Regions from separate parts of the Cyprinus carpio genome. Here region 1 is linked to region 2. The links are chromatin contacts, called in public Hi-C maps. All regions are on one chromosome and are shown on one strand. The core of a region is the stretch at or near the end of the contact, and the rest is flanking DNA. Distances in the headings are between cores, read along the strand shown.

Evidence for each region. Hi-C and Micro-C count contacts between places; a contact is called where the count stands out from the background.
Region 1: a Hi-C map of skeletal muscle shows a contact between it and region 2, with 2.6 times the contacts expected there. The contact joins the promoter of maml3 here to the enhancer-like site in region 2. A contact is called at or near these places in 2 of 8 Hi-C or Micro-C datasets (both in skeletal muscle).

What each region holds. Positions count from the first base shown.
Region 1 is chrB1:11,601,942-11,608,932 of ASM1834038v1, forward strand. It overlaps maml3 (mastermind-like protein 3), which reads right to left and starts at 4,047. Exons shown (of 5, transcript XM_042716597.1): 1 at 2,902-4,047. The coding sequence starts at 3,318.
Region 2 is chrB1:11,562,434-11,569,911 of ASM1834038v1, forward strand. All of the region lies in intron 1 of maml3 (mastermind-like protein 3), which reads right to left. Among protein-coding and RNA genes, the nearest start is that of maml3, 40 kb to the right of the region's middle. Within about 2 kb of position 3,623, at least 5 of the 8 cell types and tissues checked have an H3K27ac peak or open chromatin away from gene starts, as enhancers often do. A contact at or near this core is called in skeletal muscle, where this site is marked.

The DNA.
Region 1 (6,991 bases), core at 2,797-5,296, 40 kb after region 2:
ACACAGACAAAAGGTGCGAGGATTCTGGTTACTGACTTCAGTAACATTACTTCCCTATCTAGCGCTCTTGGGTTAGTTTCTGTTTATCATTCATTTAACAAACAGCTAACCCTAGTACACAACTCCAAACCTCTTAAAATTACAAGAAAATCTGCCAAACACAAATAATGAAAAAAAAAAAAAAAAAAAAAAATAAAAAATGGTCCATACAACTTGTGCACTACATTCCAAATTTTCTGATGTTAGCTTTTTGAGAAAGAGATTGAATTTCACTCATATTACCCAAGTAGGCCTAGTTGGACAACATTGACTATTTTATCCATACTATGGAAGTCAAAGGGAACCAGAAAATGTTTGGTTACCAACATTCTTCAAAATATCTTCTCTTGTGTTTAAAGCTACTTGAGGGTGAGTAAATGACAACAATTTACATTTTTGGGCGACCTATCCCTTTAAGGCAGATAATTCATATAAAAAAATACAAATAAAAATGGGGGAAAGGTAATATCTTACAAAAGAACTGCTAACAGAAACTAGAACTGCAAAGTTTTCAGGTATCCTATGTTCCTGACAAACAACCCCTGCAAGAAAATAAATTATTTTTATAAACGACCGCAGCTTTTCTGAGTGCTGAAATGCTTACACACAGACACGCACAGTGAGACGCTTCGCACACATTTATACTTGCGCTACCAGACTTGTAGGCCTCACAGCAAACACATACACAAGACAAGAAAGTTACACAGTGGTAATATGCTCTTGGAGTGTCTGACGTCACAAACCTCATGTAACCCTGCCAACTCAGGAGTTAAATTTAGATCTTGGGCACTGGTCCCAGACACTGCAAAACAATGTGATACCGCAAGCACTGCTTTAGCTGGAGAATACACACACAGCTGCTGGGCGCGACTTTAGAACTGATAAAGTGTGCATTAAACACACTAGAAGAAAACTACTGTGAACTTTAAGAACTGCAACTTGGTCCAGAGGTGAGTTTGTGCTGAAACCTAAACTTTCAGAGAAAGACATCTCAAAGCTCGATTCAAAGTGAAATGAAGCGATTCATTCTGTAATTTTTCAGCTTCTGGTGCTGGTTTCTGTTTTTGTACAATATACAAAGACTTTGTTCATATGTGGTATTAAAATCAATATCAGATGATGCGTTAGAAACAGGACAGCACAAAATATGGGTTTCAAAATACCAGTTCAAATTCATTTGGACCCTACAGTAACAGGCCAGTGTTGAAAAAATGTGTTTCATGATTTGAAATGAAGCCTACTTATGAAATTGATCACCCTTACAAAACAAATCTTACCTATAAAAGTGTACCTCAGGGCAAACGAGGCCTAAAAGAGATACTACTGGAACCTCAGGGCTGAAGACTGCAAGGTTGCACCTTCCTTTATCTCTTGGGGTTAAGATAAAATGTCATCACCTTACACTGGTTTCAAACTGTACTGCCATGACACACATGACTCACAAAGACTTGCACACATGCATATACATGAATTTTTTTTTTTTGAGAACTGACTAAATAAACCAAAATAAGACATTTTAACATGTACTACGCCTAAAAAGTCTAACTACCCATTCCATAATGCATGCACAAAATATGAAAGTAATACCTTAAAAATGTACAGGTGTTAGCCTCTGAAGAGTGTAAATCAATATAACAATATTCATCTGTATAAATTAGGCATCATTTAAAAACAATTAACATTAAAGGCTTTTTAAGCTGTTATTTATCCAGTTAGCATGCTGGGGAACACTGACTTTACCTATAGAAAGCATGCATACACGTGCAGCAATTTCCTCACATAAATGTTGTCTACCTAGGCAGCTTGCTGGGTTTTGACACACAGCCATTGTGAGGGGTCTGAACCCATTCGCACGCACAAGACCCTAACTCGACTTGATACAGCCACCTAGCTGCAGCACGGTGCTTATGTGGAGAAAGACAGAAGCAGTGAGCCTGTGGTCTCTTTAAATCGCAATGACTCCGATGTGAAGCATTTGCTGCTTATGTACCGCCTCACAGTAATGTCCACACCGCACAGAGGGAGGTCGACTAAACATTCCAAAAACGACTTTAAACCCACCTACACAAAACTCAAAAAAAAGACTCACCTACCAAATAAAAGAGGATTGACACAAAAGGCACCGACACTATGCTCCTCCGCAAGCGACTGACTCACTGTAACTTTTCTGCGGTGGCGTCGGAACCGAGAGTCTGGAGATACTAACAAACTGATAAGTGCTCATCCTGCAAGTGTAGCCTGTTTGTTTCCTCGCCATCGCCATCATTTATTTCTCATGAAATGATATCCACAGAATCCCCCTAAAGAGTTGCACTGAGAGCTAAATGTGGCTTCGACTGCTTCGAAAATAAAACAACAAAAACAGGCTGCAGTGTGTAGCATCATTTCAAACAGCGCGCCTAAAAAGCAACTAAAACTAGTAGAGTACACTACTTTTATCATTCAAACCAGTGCAAATCGAGCAGTAAAAAACGAAAACGCACAATCGCGTACTTTAACGTTACTTAGCAAGCTGATTTTGATTTTCAACTCCCATTGTGTTATCTGAACATGTAACACGCCTGAACTACAAGTAGTAAGTAGGAGGAGATCGAGTGACATCATCAACTACTACATAACTTTAAACAGACTGTAGCCTACTGCAAAGTAGCGAAACACCTCCAAAGTTACTCCAAGCTCTAACGCACATCCACACGACTGCGAATAGTCCGCAAATCGTGTTGAAGTATGCTTATATGTGTTATTATAAGTGCACCAATTGAGAGTTTTCCGTGTAAGAACACAGACCCCGAGCGAAAGTTAGCACTGCAACCCAAACAAACCGCGCGGAGAGGAGACGCGTGTAAAAGAGCAGTCACGCACGTTATAACGGAGCGCGGAACTCACCGCGATCAGAGTGCTGCTCCTCTGCTCGGCGCTCGCGCTCGAATCGGGCTCTTGTTGCTTGCTCTGCTGTTTGCTGTTGCTGGATTTTTTGGCCCGCTGCTCTAAACTCCGCTGGTACAGACTCAACGTCTCCCGGCGGTCCAGCTCCAGCTGCTCGGCGTGCGCTTGATGGTATCTGCCCTCGCAGTTGACGTGGTGCCGCCGGCAGCCCTCGATCCGCTGCCGCAGCCGCTCCACCACCGTGCTGTGCTTCGGTATGCCCACGTTACCACCGCCGCCGCCGGTGCTGCTGTTGGTTGCATTAATGGCAGAGTTTAAGTTCACGTTACTGTTATTAATGCAAATGCCGCCGCCGGTCGGTACGGCAGCGGGGCTGGCAAAATCCCCCATCATCTGTGATTCGGGAAGAACTTTGTCAAGCCCCCCTGACTCTCTCTCTCTCCCCTCTCCAAAGCGGGGCAGAAGTCCGCTTCGCCAGGGAGGCAGATACAGTGAAATTGTGGAGAAAGAAGCGTTTAAATGAGAGTAAATCCCTCCTCCGGGAGGATCGCCGTGTCAACCATTCAATAGACAACAGTGCGGGACCGGGTCTGTTACTCTCTCGCCTCTACTGGAGCTCCATCAAACATCCGGATGTTACTCGCAACCATCACGCGTAAGCGCCGCTGCTGCGCGCCCGTCGTTTTATTGTGTTGTCCTTTTGAAAAAAGTTTTGCCGTCTGCTGCGAACAGGCTCCGGAGTTGTTTCGTGAACTTGCATTTCATTAGTTTGGCCGGCGAAACCCTCCCCGAGCGCGAACAAGGTGTGCAGTTTCTTAAAGTCCCGATGGCTGGAGAGGAAATCCTAAAGTCGCTGTGTACAGCAGCTGCCACCATCACAATAATCAAGCTCTCCCCTCCTCCATGCTAGCGGAGTGATATCAGGACAACAGCCGAGCGAAGAGCAGCCACCAGCCTGCGAGCAGCACGCCAGCTCCGCGCAAAACACGGCGCGGAATCTAGTGCGCCGGACGTGGAGTCAATATTGACTTTAGAGGAGGTGAACTATAGAGCGGTGTAATGCTTTACCGGCGGGTTGGGGTACTGCATCTGATACTCACGAGTTCACGAGAGTGCAAAGCGCTATCTATCTATCGGACTGTGAGGTATTACAGTGATACATATTTTTACACTATAAACACGTACAAAAAATAAAATATATTAGAAAAATTTAGAAATACTGAAAAATAAATACAAATAAAATTAAATAAATGATTGTTAAAAATTAAATGTCAAATATTGAAATAAAATATTTTTAAAGTATTATTAATATTATTATTCTAACTTAAAAACTAAGGTTCTTCTGTGGGTTTTAGGTTCAGCAGTCAGTGGTTCTTTGGAGTTTAAAAGTTACATTGCAGGTTTTTCTGATCAGAGTTGGTTAACTTACTGTGTTCTTTAACGTACAGCATAGATGTTTTTTTTTAAAGAACTGGAAAAGCAGCTTTCTAGAACCTATGACACCTGACTGTAAAACAGTTTTTTTTTTAGATAAATAAAAGAATAATAATATTAAAATGCTATTTATTTGTTTGTTTATTCATTTATTTACTCACTCATTCATGCCATTTTTCTTTCCTAAACAATATAAATTATTTCTTGTAAAACACCAAAAAGCCCACGCTATTTCTCACAAAATAAATTTTCATGTAATTAACATACAAAAAAACAATTCCCCACCACTTGTGGCTTCACAGATTGTCCACTCATCTACTACCATCGATAGCTCTCAGAATATAATACACACATCTAAAATAATTACACACGAAATTAACAAAACCATTCTAATGTGGCTTGTGTGCAGAAGATAATACACATATCTTAAGAAGTGACAGAAGAAAGTAACAGGATCAGGTGAGGCCCTGAAGCACTGGCTGCAGTCAGTAAATGATGATAAGGGGGCTGGCCGGTTTTGTAGGTGTGTGTGTGTGTGTGTGTGTGTGTGTGAGTAATTGTGAAAAAGTGCTGCTGCCCAGTCTGGTTTGCTGAGTGAGGCTGAAACGAATTGCAAACACATTCATTCTCTCTCTCTCTCTCTCTCTCTCTCTAGCACATATACACAGATATAGTCAAGGCCAAAAGTTTGTGAACACCCTGTATTTTGCTGGGACTATTCTGGACCTGTGTCTCTAGGCCATCAAGATCAGCCTTTCTCCTGTTGTAATTGTATATAATACAGTGTGCCAGACAGACTCTTTTAATTTTTTGTTATTATCTTTGATCAAACTAGCAGGTATGCTAGATGGTTTTCATATATTTTAAAAACTCAGTCTTAGATGAGAACTGAGGAAGTTAGCGGAATATTTGAATTGGCTGAACATTGATGCATAATTAAAGTTTTTTAATTGTTAGTAATTTTAAATATGGTTTCACAGTGGTCTCACTCTTATTTGTCTTTTTTGATGCACAAACAAAACAACACATTTCTGAGCATTTTTGGTACTGCATTAAAGAAAAGTGCAGTGAAAATTATATCAGGGGAACAGTTTATGTGAAAATTCTTGTTGGTGAAGAATAATATATGAGATGGCACAAATGTTTATTTGCCCTCATGTGTCCATCAAGGAAACGAGTGAGTGAAATGCTTTTGGTGTAAATCTCTGCCTCATGGAGCAATTCTTGGAAAAAAGCAGTAGGGCTATTACTTTCAAAATTCTAGGAATATAAATAACAAATCCTCCCAGGTTTAGCACTCTCTGTACTTTCTGGAATGGTTGATACTGACATAGTTGTTGGAACTGCTCTTTAGTGTTTGTGCTACTGGTTTGTTTTTCTTCTGGATCTTTTACTTGGTCTAACAGCTACAGAACTTAATAAGATCTGAACAAACAGGTGTGGTGAACAGTTCCCCTTATCTGAAACGTGCTTTACACCATGCACTGCGCTTATAATAGACACAGAACAGCATAACTTCTGTAAACATGCATTTTCTCTAAAGTTTGTTATTGGAAACCTGGTCGTTACTTGTGTCACGTACAAATAATTCAACACCCATTACCAACAATTGCTTTTGTAATGTAAAACCAAAACAATAAAAAAACACATAAAATTTTAAAAACAGATCTATTATAACAACAATAATATATTTAAAATATGTAGAAAAACACTAGAAAAAACAACAAAAGCACCATGGAGTGATGTTATTGTTGTTTTAAGTCAATCTCTAATGGATTTCAAGCTGTCACATTTATGAATCACCCTACAAATATAAAATGTGACCCCTAAGCGCTTCTCCTCCTACAACACTCATGTTCATCAGGAACTATTTTTACTCTTGAATCACTATAAATATCTTGATTATTTCGATTATCTTACAACATTACAACTTTTGTTCAAAATTTAGCAGTCAGTAGGTTTTTTTTTTTTTATATCAAAATTTAAAATAAAATCAAAAATAACATAAAAAATATTTTTTTCCAGTAAGGAGGTATAAAATTATATCAAAAGTGACAGTAAAAATTTTTATAATTTAAAAAAGATATATATTTCAAATCAATGCAGTTCATTTTTTTGAAAAATGTTTTCACAAAAATATTTACATTGTTAATAATATGAAATGTTTCTTGAGTGCCAAATCAGCATATTAGAATGATTTCTGAAGGATCGTGTGAAAACTGGAGTAATGGCTGTAAAAACTGTAATAATATTTCAAAAATATTAGTGTTTCCTGCATCATTTTAGATTTAATAAATGCAGCAGTGCTGAGCAAGATTTTTAAACAGTATTGTGACTGTATGAGAAATCAAATAAAATACAAAGTATATTTGTCTTGTTTTCTGGTAATATGAGAGACATTTAGTTGTTTTCAAAGAAATGAAATGAAATTTAGTGAAGTTTAAAAACTATTTGCCAATGGGATAAAAACACTTTTTGCTTTGAGTTTTTACCTCAGAGTTTTTACCTTTAAAGGTTTTTTGGAAAGCAAAATTAAGAAACTTCCAGATCACTGAAATGAAAACAAAAATACTGAAACTGTTATTATTATTTGCAGTCCATCAAATGTATGTGTGAGAAAAGGGGATGGACA
Region 2 (7,478 bases), core at 2,373-4,872:
AGTCAGCATGATAGTATTGATTCACACTCCTGAGTGTGTGTTTGTGTGCGAGTGCGCTTGTGGAAGCTCCTAATACACCCCAGTCTGTAATCTGAACAAATCACAGTTATCACTGCACTGGTGACTGTGTTTAAAGGTCAAAGGCGTGATTTCACACCCACACAAATACAACCTCAAGTCTTTCAGTGTAATCCAAATTACTGGTAGTGAAAGGCCGATACACTGGACATTATTTGTTTAGATGTTTTAATTACGACATTTGTGTTACCAACATGCATAAATAGACATTTTCTGTCTTTAAGAAACTTAATTTTTGTTAAAAAATGGAAAAAAACAAAAAATTTAGTAAAGATCATGTAAAATAAAAGAATTGTTCATTTAAATGTAACAATTCTATGAAAATCCTATTTAATCTTGGGTGTAGGATGGAATGTAATTTTTTCCATTGTCACAAATTTGCTTATTTATTTCTAATCAAGAAATAGCACCAACCAAGCCAATCCTGTGAAATAAATAAATTACACCGCATCTGACTATGCATAGAAATTTTATTATGACTGGATTTTTCTTTTTAAGATTATCTGCATTAATCTTTTTTTTTTTTTATCTGAATCTTGCTGTGACTTATACAATACAGAAAAGTGCACACATTTGCTTTCGTGCCAAACAAGAGAGAATTTGCATTGCGCAGTTTCAGTTTCACTTTAAAGAAATTCATTTAGGTTTAATGTTTACAATAAACACTGTTTATTATGGATTCCATTATAATGTATGTATTGTATTCCTGTTCTGTTCTGAACACTGTTAAATTTTAAGGATTTGTTGCTTTGTGAAGGGAAACATGTTTACAGTATTTATGTTTGTAAACATTTCATTTTTATTTACTGTTATTTTAATGTAATAATAAAATGTGATTTGTTCACTCATTTTTTTTTTCTTTTGAATAAATGGTAAACCATTATTCTTTGGTTGTAGATTCACTACAACCAAGGCTGTCGTTACAGAAATAAATCTGGAAAAAAATGTTTGGTCCCACAAAGGTCTTTTACACTCTAGCCTCTCACTGGCCCCAGAGGAAAGTCGGCCCACCCATTAAAGTGTTGTCTTGAATCCCTGAAGGATTCCCTGACTACCACTATCCACCACGACCCGACTCGACTCATCAGCCCCAAATGAGTAAAAGCTCAGAGAGTTCTAAAAAGCCTCTCCACATCTTTCTGAAGGGTGTAAAAAGTCTGGATGAGCAGCAGAAAACCAACACTGGAGGGTTAAAGCGAGTTCTTCCCAGACACATAAGGAAAAGAACATTCTCATCCGAGCGGGTGAATCACAACGCTCTCCACACAAGCAAGTACACCTGAGCCCTGAGAAAGGGGGAGGAGAGGGAAGCGAGAGTGAGAGAAATAATGATTTTTCTCCCTTTTAAAGCAATGCAAATTGTTGCTGTGGTGAAGCGGAGTTGAGCGTTTGCACAAACACACACACACACACGCAGCTCAACCATGTCTGATAATGACAAATAGTGCCCCATGGGCTCCGATCAACAACCTATCATAACATCCGAAAATAAATCCACCTTGTTTACGAGTACAAAAAACCCAATTCCAGAGATACACACAAACACACACCTCAGGTCTGGACGAATGACAGGGACTGTACTCAGGTGGTAGCCTGCTCCCTGCTTACCCACAATGCCAGGCGGCGGCTCCGAAGTCACATTTGGTTGGGTAGAGGAGTAATGGCAGGCTTGAGCGAATGTATTACGATGGCAAATGACAACATTAACATATAAATGACTTCCTACCAAACACATCTGCTAATGTGTGGTTAGTGCCAGCGACACACACACACACACACACACACACACACACACACAAAAACAAACACACACACACACACGCACAATAAGACTGTATATTCTCTTCTAAATGTGACTGTCACAGCACGGACAAGGGTGTGTGAGGATGGCCTTGTTTACTGGAGGAGTGTGTGCATGTAGTGTGAGTGAGATGGCTCACTGCAATGATTGTCTAATGTCACTATCATCATGTCGCTTAAAACACACCCAGCCACACACACGCACGCACCCACCCACTCAGAGTGTGTCAGGAGCGAGACTGGTTTGGACAGGAAACAGCATGTCCAGATTGCCCCTGAGACAGGAAAAGGATTGGGTGTCGTGTCTGTTTCAGCACTCAGCAATGCTGTAGAGAGAAGCGTTGTTGTTGCTTCAAAGGAATACGTCAACCTAAAAATGACAGTTTTGTCTTAATTTACTCGTGGTCATGTTGCTCCAAACCTGTATAATGTTCTTTTTTCAAAATTTTTAAGGAATTATCTTACCCGCTATTTTCAATATAGTAAAAAGTTGAATGAGGACTCGAGCTGTCACGCTCCAATGTAACAATAAAAGTGATTTGGAAGACGTTGGTATTCACAAGGGATGGGTATTGAGAGATTTCTATGAATTGATTCGATTCGGATTCACACGCTCTTGATTCAATACAGATTCATGTGGCTATATCTCAGTACAGCACAGGTCAATATACTGTAAGGAAAAAAATCTCTCACCTAATGCTTTAAATTATATAAGGAACCCTCAGTTTATACATTACTATAATATTAATGATCCAAACTATTAAATGTAATTTTTATTTCCTTCAATTATTTTCCTTTTTGGCTTTCCTGAGGTAAACAATGTTACATGACAGACTTACACTTTACAGGCTTTTGCAATCACATATGATCTGATACATTACAGTAAGTTGTACGGTTTCTTTTTACATACCTTCTGACGTTCGATCATTTTTATTTCTTGCTACAACAAGCAGTAAAGAGGTTCACTTGTGCTCTGAGATGCCACTGGAGTTGAGGTGGCTACAATACTCTTTACATTTACTGCAGCAAAACAACAGTTAATTCATAAATAAAAATCACAAACTAAAAAACATTAAAACAACAATAAAACTCAATAATTCACCCTCGTGAATGTAAACTACGCTGATTTCATTCAGCGAAATCACACGCATGCTGAACGTAAACAACGCTCATTATGTTGATTACGTTATTGGGTACTCTCCAAAATGGCGGAAGACAGTAACTCGGGGAGAAGAATTGCTGAATAAATTATGCTTTTTTTGTTTTTTCTTTTTTGCACAAAAGTATTCTTGTAGCATCGTAAAATTACGGTTGAACCACTGATGTCACATGGACTATTTTACCGATGTCCATGCTATGTTTTTTTGCATTGATCATGGTAATATCATTGCCATCTATGGAGGGTCAAAGAGCTCTCAGATTCCATCAAAAATATCTTAATTTGTGTTTTGAAGATGAACAAAGGTCTTGCAGGTTTGGAATGACATGAGGATGAGTGATTTATGACAGAATTTACATTTTTGGGTGAACTATACCTTTAAGCATTTGCATCTTTTCTGAAGCTTCAAAGCTCCAGATTCATTGTAATAGGACGGAAAAGAGCAATCAGCACATTCTCCAAATTTCATGTTTACCTTTTATACAGGTTTGAAACAACAATTTTTGTTTGTATAACCATCCCACTGTATTATAACCAGCAAAGAATGCAAAGTCATATCTTATACTGATCTGAGGGCAGTTTTGACCCTCTAACATTCAAATTACACATGAGAAAAACTACCAGTCGAAGTCCAGTGACCAACAGAAACCGCTTCCAGCACATAGTATTTTACTTATGAAAAAAAGCTTTTAGACAGAGCCAGTCTGAAAAGAAAAAGAGCGTGAAGGCAACAAAAGGAGTGAAGCTGTTGCCTGAAGCCTGTCTTCTTCCGTGTTTCCTTCAGCTTTGTGTGTCTGTTCCCTCGCTTTTTCCTCTCTCCCTCAGAGCGCCTCCGGGCATCAAGCCCGCCACACGTCACAGAGCTTGGCCGAACAGAGAGAAGCGTGTGTGTGTGTGTGTGTGTATGTGTGTATATGTGTGGGCTTTGTTCCAGAGCGGTAAGGGCTGTTTACTTACTTGTGCACTCAAGCCTGAGTTCACTCTTTCTCTCCACACACACACACGCTCTGAATACCACCCATTTCCTGTGAGCCAATCATCTTCCTCTCCAAACTCTCTGCTCCTAAACTATCCCTCTCCGTTTCGCTCTCACCTCACCAACCCATCTGTCTTTCCCTCCTCTGTTGCATGCGATCTCTCCATCCTCCTATGCGCCCTCCTCCATCACTTATTCATGAGCTCTCTCTCTCTCCCTGTGTAACACACACTCTCGCCTTCTCACAACCGGCGTTGTATCCGTAACCATGGTGACTGCTTTGATTGACATGGTGTAAATGGCACGCGGCTACATTGGAGGGCCGGTCCTCTTTAAGGGGGTGGGAATTACAGTCAAGACCCTTAAAGGGGTAGTTATTATCGCTCATCGTAACAGTCCCTTAGCAGAAACAAAGAGGTCGCCTCAAGAGCGGTAGAGAATTAAAGGGATTTTTAAGGCGAGGAGTCGACGGAAACGTTAGTATCAATTATGTATGACGAAAGGTCACCCTCTCTGCTTTCCCATTGATTAGCATGAATCACTCGTTTGCTGATTGTTTGATGTAATTAGCAGACTGGCAACAGTGATTAATACTGTGGGTTTGAACAATAAATGATCTAGCAGAAGCGTGCGGTGTGTGTTTATGGGGGTAATAACAGAGGAAAGGAGGGGAAAGCATGTCAGACGAATCTGATTGCAGCGTGAGGTCTTACAATATTAACCACAACCGTGACACATCAGAAAGGCTGCATATGTGTTCACACAGACACAAGAGAGAGTCGACAGCGGCAAAAGCAATCGAAAACGTGCAATGATAAATCTCAGAATAACACATTCAGATCACATTCATCCTAAAATCAGAAGTAAAAAAAAAAAAAAACTGAAGCTTTTTTAGGACTACCCCTTCCCTTTTTTATTGTGACATTACTGTCATAATTAAGTAGATTTTTTCCCAAACATTTATTTTTAATTCCTATTATACTTAATGTGGATTCTCATCACAGTAATAAAATTTTGTACTAAAAATAATTATAAAAAAAATAACCACTGTAATCATTTAAGTACAGGAAATAAAACGTATACTTATTTAAAATATTGTATAGTGCTATTACACAACCATATTTATAATTTTTTGTTTAAATTATTTAAAAGTTGTGCAACATCATACATGCTACAACATTAATATAATTACATAATATTTTAGGAACAAATATCAATGCATTTTTTTTATATAATAATGTAATTATGATAAATTAATTTAATAATTTTTCTTTTTTTTCTAAATTTTGTTTTTAGGGGTAAAATTAAACCTTAAATCCAATATCATGTCAAATGTGTTAATAAAGAACATCACATAATTAGCCAGAGAACTGGATGTTCATGTTCTCCAAACCGGCAGGCGAACGCAGAGATTGTCCTCTTCACCTCTCTTCCTGCTCTTTATCTCTTTTCTGTCACACCCGCTCTTCCATCTCATATCCTGCGCCACAATCTCTCTCCTCCGACACACTCCCATCCATCCTTTTCATGTGCTCTCTTTCTCACTCTGAAGTGTGTAATCGTGATGGGGGCTGGTAGGTCTTGACTGGGGGGTAGGGACACACACACACACACACACACACACACAGACACACACACAGATCTGTGTCTGGATCTACTGTGGCAAGCGGTCAATTTGATGCATTAATGATTAGGAGAGAGTCAAAGACGCCATTTGCACAACGGCTCCGGTTGAGAAGCATTTCACCTGTGTGTTTACTGCAGAGGTGTCTGTGTGTGTGTGTCTGTGTGTCTGTGTGTATAAAGTCAATTGTTCCGATGTGGCGAGATGACAGACTACAGCCCATCTGGCTTTGGGCTGTTAACGCACCCATCAGCAGAGATGTTCCAGCCCTTCACAAACACGGAGACACACACACAGAGCACAACTGCACTTTCCCTGGCTGCTTCCTGCAGCCAATCAGAAGCTGATGTGCCTCTTTGACTTCCTGGTCTCCACAGACTCTCTTAAAGTGACCGTACACACAGTTTTTGGCATCGCTCCTGAATATACAAATACACACCGCACGCACACTTCCAGAAATGCTGTAAGATGTGTGTGATTTTAACACAATCTTTATAGAAAAAAAAAAAGAGGTTTGATGTTTAAACAAGCACACACATTTAGCAAACCATACTTCGTGCCAGGAAAAAGCTCTCTCTATCATTTCTCTCTGCTCCGCTTGGCATTTGAGAAGCCGCCTGAGGGCATTCGGTAACCACGTCACCACACACAGGGCATTGTCAATACAAAAATACTGCCAGCTGCCAATTAAAACAGACAAGAGTCTCAGCCAATGAGAAGGCTGGTTTGAAGAGAGAAGGCGGGAGTGTGTTTGATTACAGAAGCTGTGTCAATGAGCGCTGTGCCATTAGAATGGAGTAGGGCTACTTAACATGACAGGGAGAGACGCAGGCATTCACACAAAAGTGCAGACTCTTTCTGAACACCTCCCAGCCACATTTCTAAAGCAAAACACTGGGGCTGAGGATGGCTGGGGTTACACACACACACAAAGCACGGCAAACACCTCATAACCCACCGCCCCCAACCACGTAGCTGCTCCCTGGGGGTCTGCCGGCTTCCTCTTACTCCCTGTCATTCACATGTCCTTTGTCTTCGAAAGACTTTGGTGGTGGACAGTAAAGGCTATACGACAAAGCCTCTAAGACAAATCAGTTCACTTGGTAGCTATCTTGGTAACGCCCCCAGGAAGCTGTTTTCATGTAGGTAGAGAGCAGGTTAAGTGCAGCTCCTGTCCGCTTGAACGGAAAAAGACTAAAATCACTGTTTGTGAATAGGCCTGTTGCAATAATCAATATATAGACATATCACACAATATATATGTACATGACCTCAACCATTTTTGGTGACGCAATATATCGCCAATTATATTTACTTAAAAATTCATGTCACCATGTTTTGTACATTCCACTTGTGCCTATGTTTTATGCAGCTTCTTGTACATAATGTGGCGTAGTCATGAGGTGCTAGTTCAAATTTAAAAAATGCTTCTAAAAAAAAAAAAAGTTTCATATGCAGATATGGTCTTGTTTAGGGATCTGTGTGGGAATCCTTTGTGCATATGAACATCTAAATGCTAAATAGGGATTTTTGAGCAAGTGTGCCCCCTAATTTACAGAGAAAAGAAGGCCAGGGAAAAAATCTGTAGATGGAAAAATCTCCATACAAGTTCTTTGTGCATTTTTCTTTTTTCTACTTTGCACTTTTTGTTAGAAAATGTTTATTTAATATTCATTCAGGTTTTTTTTTAAGGTTTCTAATATTTTGATACTTAATTTCCATGATCTAAATATTCTTAAAAATTCAAAGTTTGTTGTCATTTGGAAGTGTGTAGGCCTTCTTGCATTATTATGCTGTTACATGATTAAAATGAAAATAATATTGCTCATCACAATTAATTC